2 separate regions of the Mus musculus genome follow, and region 1 is linked to region 2. The links are chromatin contacts, called in public Hi-C maps. All regions are on one chromosome and are shown on one strand. The core of a region is the stretch at or near the end of the contact, and the rest is flanking DNA. Distances in the headings are between cores, read along the strand shown. Region 1 has its middle 32 kb from the start of Gm34466. Region 2 has its middle 5.2 kb from the start of Gm23104.

Region 1 (2,795 bases), core at 295-2,794, 200 kb after region 2:
CCCTGTTTGGGAAATAAGGCTTTCATCCCTCAGCTTTCTGCATATATCAAAGAAAACCCTCGCCTTCAAGGGAAAACTCTGCGGTATTGTTCTGAAATCCATTCCTAGATGAAGCCTGGGGTTTTCTTTAGTCTTTTCAACCAGCTTTAAACATGAGCTTCCCCTAACACCAACAGAAGTCACTTTATGTAGAAAATGCCTAGAGTGGTCTGTGCTATTGATAGCTCAAACTTACGAATTGTGAATTCAGTAGAATCTAAGACTGATGTAAATCCAAGGATGGTAAGAGGATCTGACTTGGGAGAGAGGACTGGGCTGGGTAAATTGTTAGCACATAGTCTCTAAAGGTTGTGGTCATCCCCAGAGTGATATAGCCAGTGAAAACTTTGAAGGGTAAGAAAAAGATGACTGTCACCTATGACTAAACCTTGGTCCTCAACAGGATCGACAAAGGCTCTAGTCACTGAGCCACTGATTTCAAAACCTGCTCACAGATTTTAAAGGGATAGTCAGAAAGGCAAAGTATCCACGGAAGGAAGACGGTCAGATGCAGGTGGTAAAACGGGAGGTGTTGGTATCATAGAAATTAGTGGTAGCTTGTGGTTCTCTAAGAATGGAACAAGACAGCAAATGCTTCCAAGAGGTCAGGCAAGATGAACACTGATCGTGTCCACAAAATCGTGCCTTATCGCCCTAGGAAAGAGCAATTCTGATTCATCAGTGACAACAGGGTTAAGATAAAACAAAAAGATCCCTCAGGGTGAGCAAGATAATGAGTAGAGACTATGAGGGAAGACAGCCAGAGGGACTTGACAGTTGTTGGAGGTGATACAGGATTAAAGGGGGGGTCGTTTTATTTTTAAACCCTTAGGCAAGCTACGCCACACTCCAGAATGAAGCATTCATAAGGAGCTTGGGAAGTGGTGCTACACATTTTACCGAAACAATGAGCTGCTTGCGTGACAGAGAAAGAAGAATATGTTTGAATGAGGGTAACATGAATCTAGGAGGCAAGAGAGAGGGAAGATAACAGAGACAGATTTTCATGCTATGTTTTCTGTAGGAGTGGGAGATGGGAACACAGATGGGGGTGTGGCTTTAGACAGGGGAAAGAGCCCTCTTTTTGCTGTCCCAAGAGGGAAGATGAGGCACAGAGAACAGGTGTTTCAGAAGTTAACAGTTGTGGGCAGGAGCGTGAAGACACACAAACTTGTGGTACCCACTTTTTTTTTATGTTGGAAAAGAGTTCTCTTTCTGGGTTTGTGTAGGGTAAAGGTCAGAGCTTTCTGCAGAGTGGAGAGGGACATAACGGTTATACTGGGGACTGGAAGAGCAAACTCATCTAGTCATGAGATCACCACCCATGCTGGGGGATCGGCTGGGGACTGGTGACCAAGCAGCATCAGTCTATTGAACTGTGAAATCATTTCTGGCATGATAACAGGCTCACAGAGAGAGTGATTTCTAAAACTCACTGTCTCCTCTCTTGGGCCCACAAAGTACTTAAGCAGCAGGGTGAGAAAGCTGACACCTCCTGCCTTCATTTGGTGTCTGTCGCCTTCGCTTTTGTCTTAGACTCCTGTGTGACCCCATTCGTCACTTAGGGAACATGTGCCTGCTTAATCCATGCCATCCTCCTTCAAGGCTGAAAGCACAGAGCTAAGTAAGCTGTTGTCCTAAATGTGAAGTCACCCTGGATTGAAGGGACAGCAGAGCCTTGTAGGACAGGCCACTGCTGAGAAAAAGGCACTTGTCTATGAAGGCGAGCTTTACCTTGAAGCATGAATAATCATCTTACCTGAGTTATCTCAACCTGGTGAGTAAAAGGGACTTCCTTGGACTCAGAAGGGAGACAGCGATTATCGGACCACCTTAAGTAGGGCTGTTTAATTATGCATTCCTCTTGTTCCCTGTCCCAATCCTCCCTCTATTTAAACCTGAAACTCATGCCATTCCACTGAAGACGAACTTAGGACTGCCGAACCCCTTTTATCTGTTCTTCCAAATAGATTGATCTGTTCTCCACATCTCTCCATCACTTGCCCCTTTAATTGATGTCTCAGAGTAGGTGGCCAAGCCTAACCTGTTAGAGTCACTGGAGTCTAGGCTTTTGCCCTAAAACTGGTGACAGCAGGATCTGGCACCTGTTCCCTGGCAGAGAACACTGACGGTCGGTTCCAGTCATAAGGCATTGTGGTATGTTCAGTTTACTATGATGGAAGGACAATGGACATATGTAAGTGACAAGAGACTACTCCAAATGTTCTATGGGTGTGGCAGTTGGAAGCAGGTAAGGCTGGCCTTTTGGTTGTTACAAGGATCAGGAACACTATTCAGGGATGCGAAGTTGCCCGAGGTGTTTAGAAAGCAACCTCGTTATGAGTAATCATCCTCACCTGTGCCAATCACAGCTGCAGCTGGAGAAACCGTGAGCTGTAATTCGGCCCCATAGAGGGAAGCAAATCAACAAGAGGGGAAGCAAGCAAGTCAGAGGACAGAAGAGCTGAGCCACCGTGCGGGAGCGACTGGACCGAAGGTGAAAGACTGGGTGTGCTAGACAGCCGAGGTAAACATTGCGACCAGGTAGAAAGTGGGTGTCTTAAGTTCTTGATTGCAGAGGTGATCTCTTCTCCCATGAAGAGAGATTCCCCGGCTTAGTCCTCTGAGGACAAAAGCCAAGATGGTCTTGCATGTGCAGAGTCACCTGGAGCAGAGAACACAGAAGGGTGCATCCGGATGAAGGGCCGACTCAGTGGAGAAAGGAAAGGGAGGGCTGGAAGACTGGGCAGGAATCC
Region 2 (2,700 bases), core at 22-2,521:
GAGCAGTGTTTCTTAGTCAGGGTTTGTATTCCTGCACAAAACATTATGACCAAGAAGCAAGTTGGGGAGGAAAGGGTTTATTCAGCTTATACTTCCACATGGCTGTTCATCACCAAAGGAAGTCAGCACAGGAACTCACACAGGACAGGAACCTGGAGGCAGGAGCTGATGCAGAGGCCATGGAGGGGTGCTGCTTACTGGCTTGCTTCCCCTGGCTTGCTCAGCTTGCTTTCTTATAGAACACAGGACTACCAGCCCAGGGATGGCACCACCCACAATGGGCTGGGCCCTCCCTCCTTGATCACTAATTGAGAAAATGCCTTTCAGCTGGATTTCATGGAGGCATTTCCTCAAGGGAGGCTCCTTTCTCTGTGATAACTCCAGCTTGTGTCAATTTGGCACACAAAACCCAGCCAGTGCACAGTGTTTCTGCACTGAGAACAACGCCGAACACCTATTTATCCCGCATTCACACCTGTTTAACCTTACGGCTGTTTTTGACGATCCATTTCTCTCTCTCCACCATGCAATTCCAATCTTGTGAAAATTCCCATTTGCTCTCATCATTTCATAAATCTCAAAATTGGACCAAAAAAAATCATAAGAGACAAGACTTGAACGTAGGTTCATTTGTGTGTATTGTTTTTGTTTTTGTGATACCGAGGGGTCCATGAATTTAGATTGCAGAAATCCAAAGTAGAGACTTGGTCTCCCACCCACGCGTAAAGGGCACCTTATCTGAATGGGGTCCCTTGCACTGAGAAAGACAAGTTGTTTTAAAAAGTGTAGTTAGTCTCTATCGTCAGCAGAGGGCAGACCTCAGCAGCCTGAGAGCTGGTAGCCAGGATGCGATCTTGACACCGCGTTGCGTCTCTGAGGGCCTGCAGGGGGCGCTGCAGCTCACATCAGCTGCCAAGGACGCTGCCGTCACCAGCTGCTGGCTTCTGGCTGTTGCTACTGTTCCTCACATGAAGCTGGGGGAAAGAATTCATCATTTGAGAGGTTGAGAGAGGAAAGGGCACGCTGCTGTCTTCCTCAAGACACTGGCCTGCTGCAGACATCCGGGAGGTTTACATTTTTGGGATTCAATTCGGTCATCTGAATTTATCATGGCTACAAAGAATATAAAGTCAAAGAAAAAAAATTGTATGTTAAAGTTTTCTAGTGACAGTGTACTTTTCTGAACACGGAACTAAAAAGGATAAACAGCCGCGGGCTAGGGACAAGGTTGAGTGACCCCCATCAGGACCTCCACGGGAACGTTTCCTGCTGTGAGTCAGTTTCTTCAGGGAGAGCAAGAGATGGAAACTCCATCTGACAGACCTGATACCGACTCTGGAGTTCTAAAATAGAACTCTGACACGTTTGGGCTAAACGCCTTCTCCTAGGAAGCAAGATTCTCGGCTCTGCATTTCAGAGGCAGATACTGGGGAAGACTGGTTGCTTGGGTTTTTAGGGTTTCTTGAGGTTCATCCGCATCTAGAACTGATGTGTGAATTGTGTTATTTCTTGGCCTATCATGCCTATATGCAAGCTATTCTGCTATAATAAATGAGGCTATTTAACTTTTTTTTTCTGTTTTCTTTTTCTTTTTTTTCTTTTTCTGTTTTTGAGAAAAAGTCTTATTCTACAGCCCAGGCTGGCTTGACATCCTGTAACCCAAGCTGTCCTCAGTCTGCTGACACCGCTCCCCGCTCAGCTCTCAGCCTCCCTCAGTGCATACACTACGTCCCCTTAAAGGACTTAACACTTTTGAGGAAGTCTTTATGGTCCTCGTTTTTTTAAAAACAAGAAAGCCACAGCTGTTAAAGTTCAAAGTCACGGAGTGAACCCCTGACAGAGGAGAAAATGCCACAAAATGGCTAATCTCCCTTCAGGGCTGTTGACAGTTAGTGTGCTAGTATCAACCGGTGTTATCACATTCCTCAGAAGAGGCCTGGCAGATGAGGGGCAGGATGCCCACTTACATTTAGATTCCCGGCAAAGAGCAAATACCCTTTAGTCACACCCAAAATATTGCACAGGACATGCATACTTTTCCCGACCCCAGTAGACAGTTGTGGAGGAAGAGATTTCTCTCTCCTCCCATCACTAGATTTCGATTGGAGACTTACAACAGATTAACAAGAGAACAGTATAACAAATTGATTTTGTGTGTGTGTGTGTGTGTGTGACCTGGGAGACCAGAAACAAAGGCCCAAAGAATGAGAGAAGTTGTTTTTATCTGTGTGTGTGTGTGTGTGTGTGTGTGCCTCTCTCTGTCTCTGTGTGTGTGTCTGTCTCTGTCTCTTTCTGTCTCTCTGTGTCTCTGTCTCTCTCTGTGAAGGCATCTCTGAGTATCTTCTTCTATCCTGCTCCATTTTACTTTTTTGAGACAAGATCTCTTCACCAACCTGGAACTTGCTGTTTAGCCCAGATTAGCTGACCAGCGAGCCCCCGATTTCCTCTTGTCTGCCTCTGGGTGAGATATAGGTGCAAGAGATCTGACCTCAGACCCTCAGGCTTGCTCACTAATTACTTTATCCATTGGGCCACGCCCCATCACTGAGATACTGTAATCTTGTAGGCACTTATGTAGAGGTATGATTGCTCAAAAGGATGTGATCTGAGGCTGATAGGCTGGGAGAACTCAGACACTTCTCAGTGGCCCTGGAGCTTTGGAGAGAAGGGTGCTCCTTTACCTCCAGTGTAGGAAGAACG

Evidence for each region. Hi-C and Micro-C count contacts between places; a contact is called where the count stands out from the background.
Region 1: a contact with region 2 is called in a Hi-C map of the G1E-ER4 cell line, with 3 times the contacts expected there. The contact joins two enhancer-like sites. A contact is called at or near these places in 1 of 39 promoter capture datasets (embryonic stem cells), 2 of 15 datasets of contacts at CTCF or cohesin (embryonic stem cells and large pre-B cells), 47 of 484 Hi-C or Micro-C datasets (the G1E-ER4 cell line, the HL-1 cell line, the N1E-115 cell line and 13 more), 3 of 115 datasets of contacts at active chromatin or transcription factors (bone marrow-derived macrophages, embryonic stem cells and microglia) and 2 of 9 other capture datasets (embryonic stem cells and embryonic tail).

Annotation. Positions count from the first base shown.
Region 1 is chr13:45,233,932-45,236,726 of GRCm38.p6, forward strand. No RefSeq gene overlaps it. Among named protein-coding and RNA genes, the nearest start is that of Gm34466, 32 kb to the right of the region's middle. Within about 2 kb of position 1,545, at least 10 of the 459 cell types and tissues checked have an H3K27ac peak or open chromatin away from gene starts, as enhancers often do. A contact at or near this core is called in the G1E-ER4 cell line and extraembryonic ectoderm, where this site is marked.
Region 2 is chr13:45,030,165-45,032,864 of GRCm38.p6, forward strand. No RefSeq gene overlaps it. Among named protein-coding and RNA genes, the nearest start is that of Gm23104, 5.2 kb to the left of the region's middle. Within about 2 kb of position 1,272, at least 60 of the 459 cell types and tissues checked have an H3K27ac peak or open chromatin away from gene starts, as enhancers often do. A contact at or near this core is called in the G1E-ER4 cell line and extraembryonic ectoderm, where this site is marked.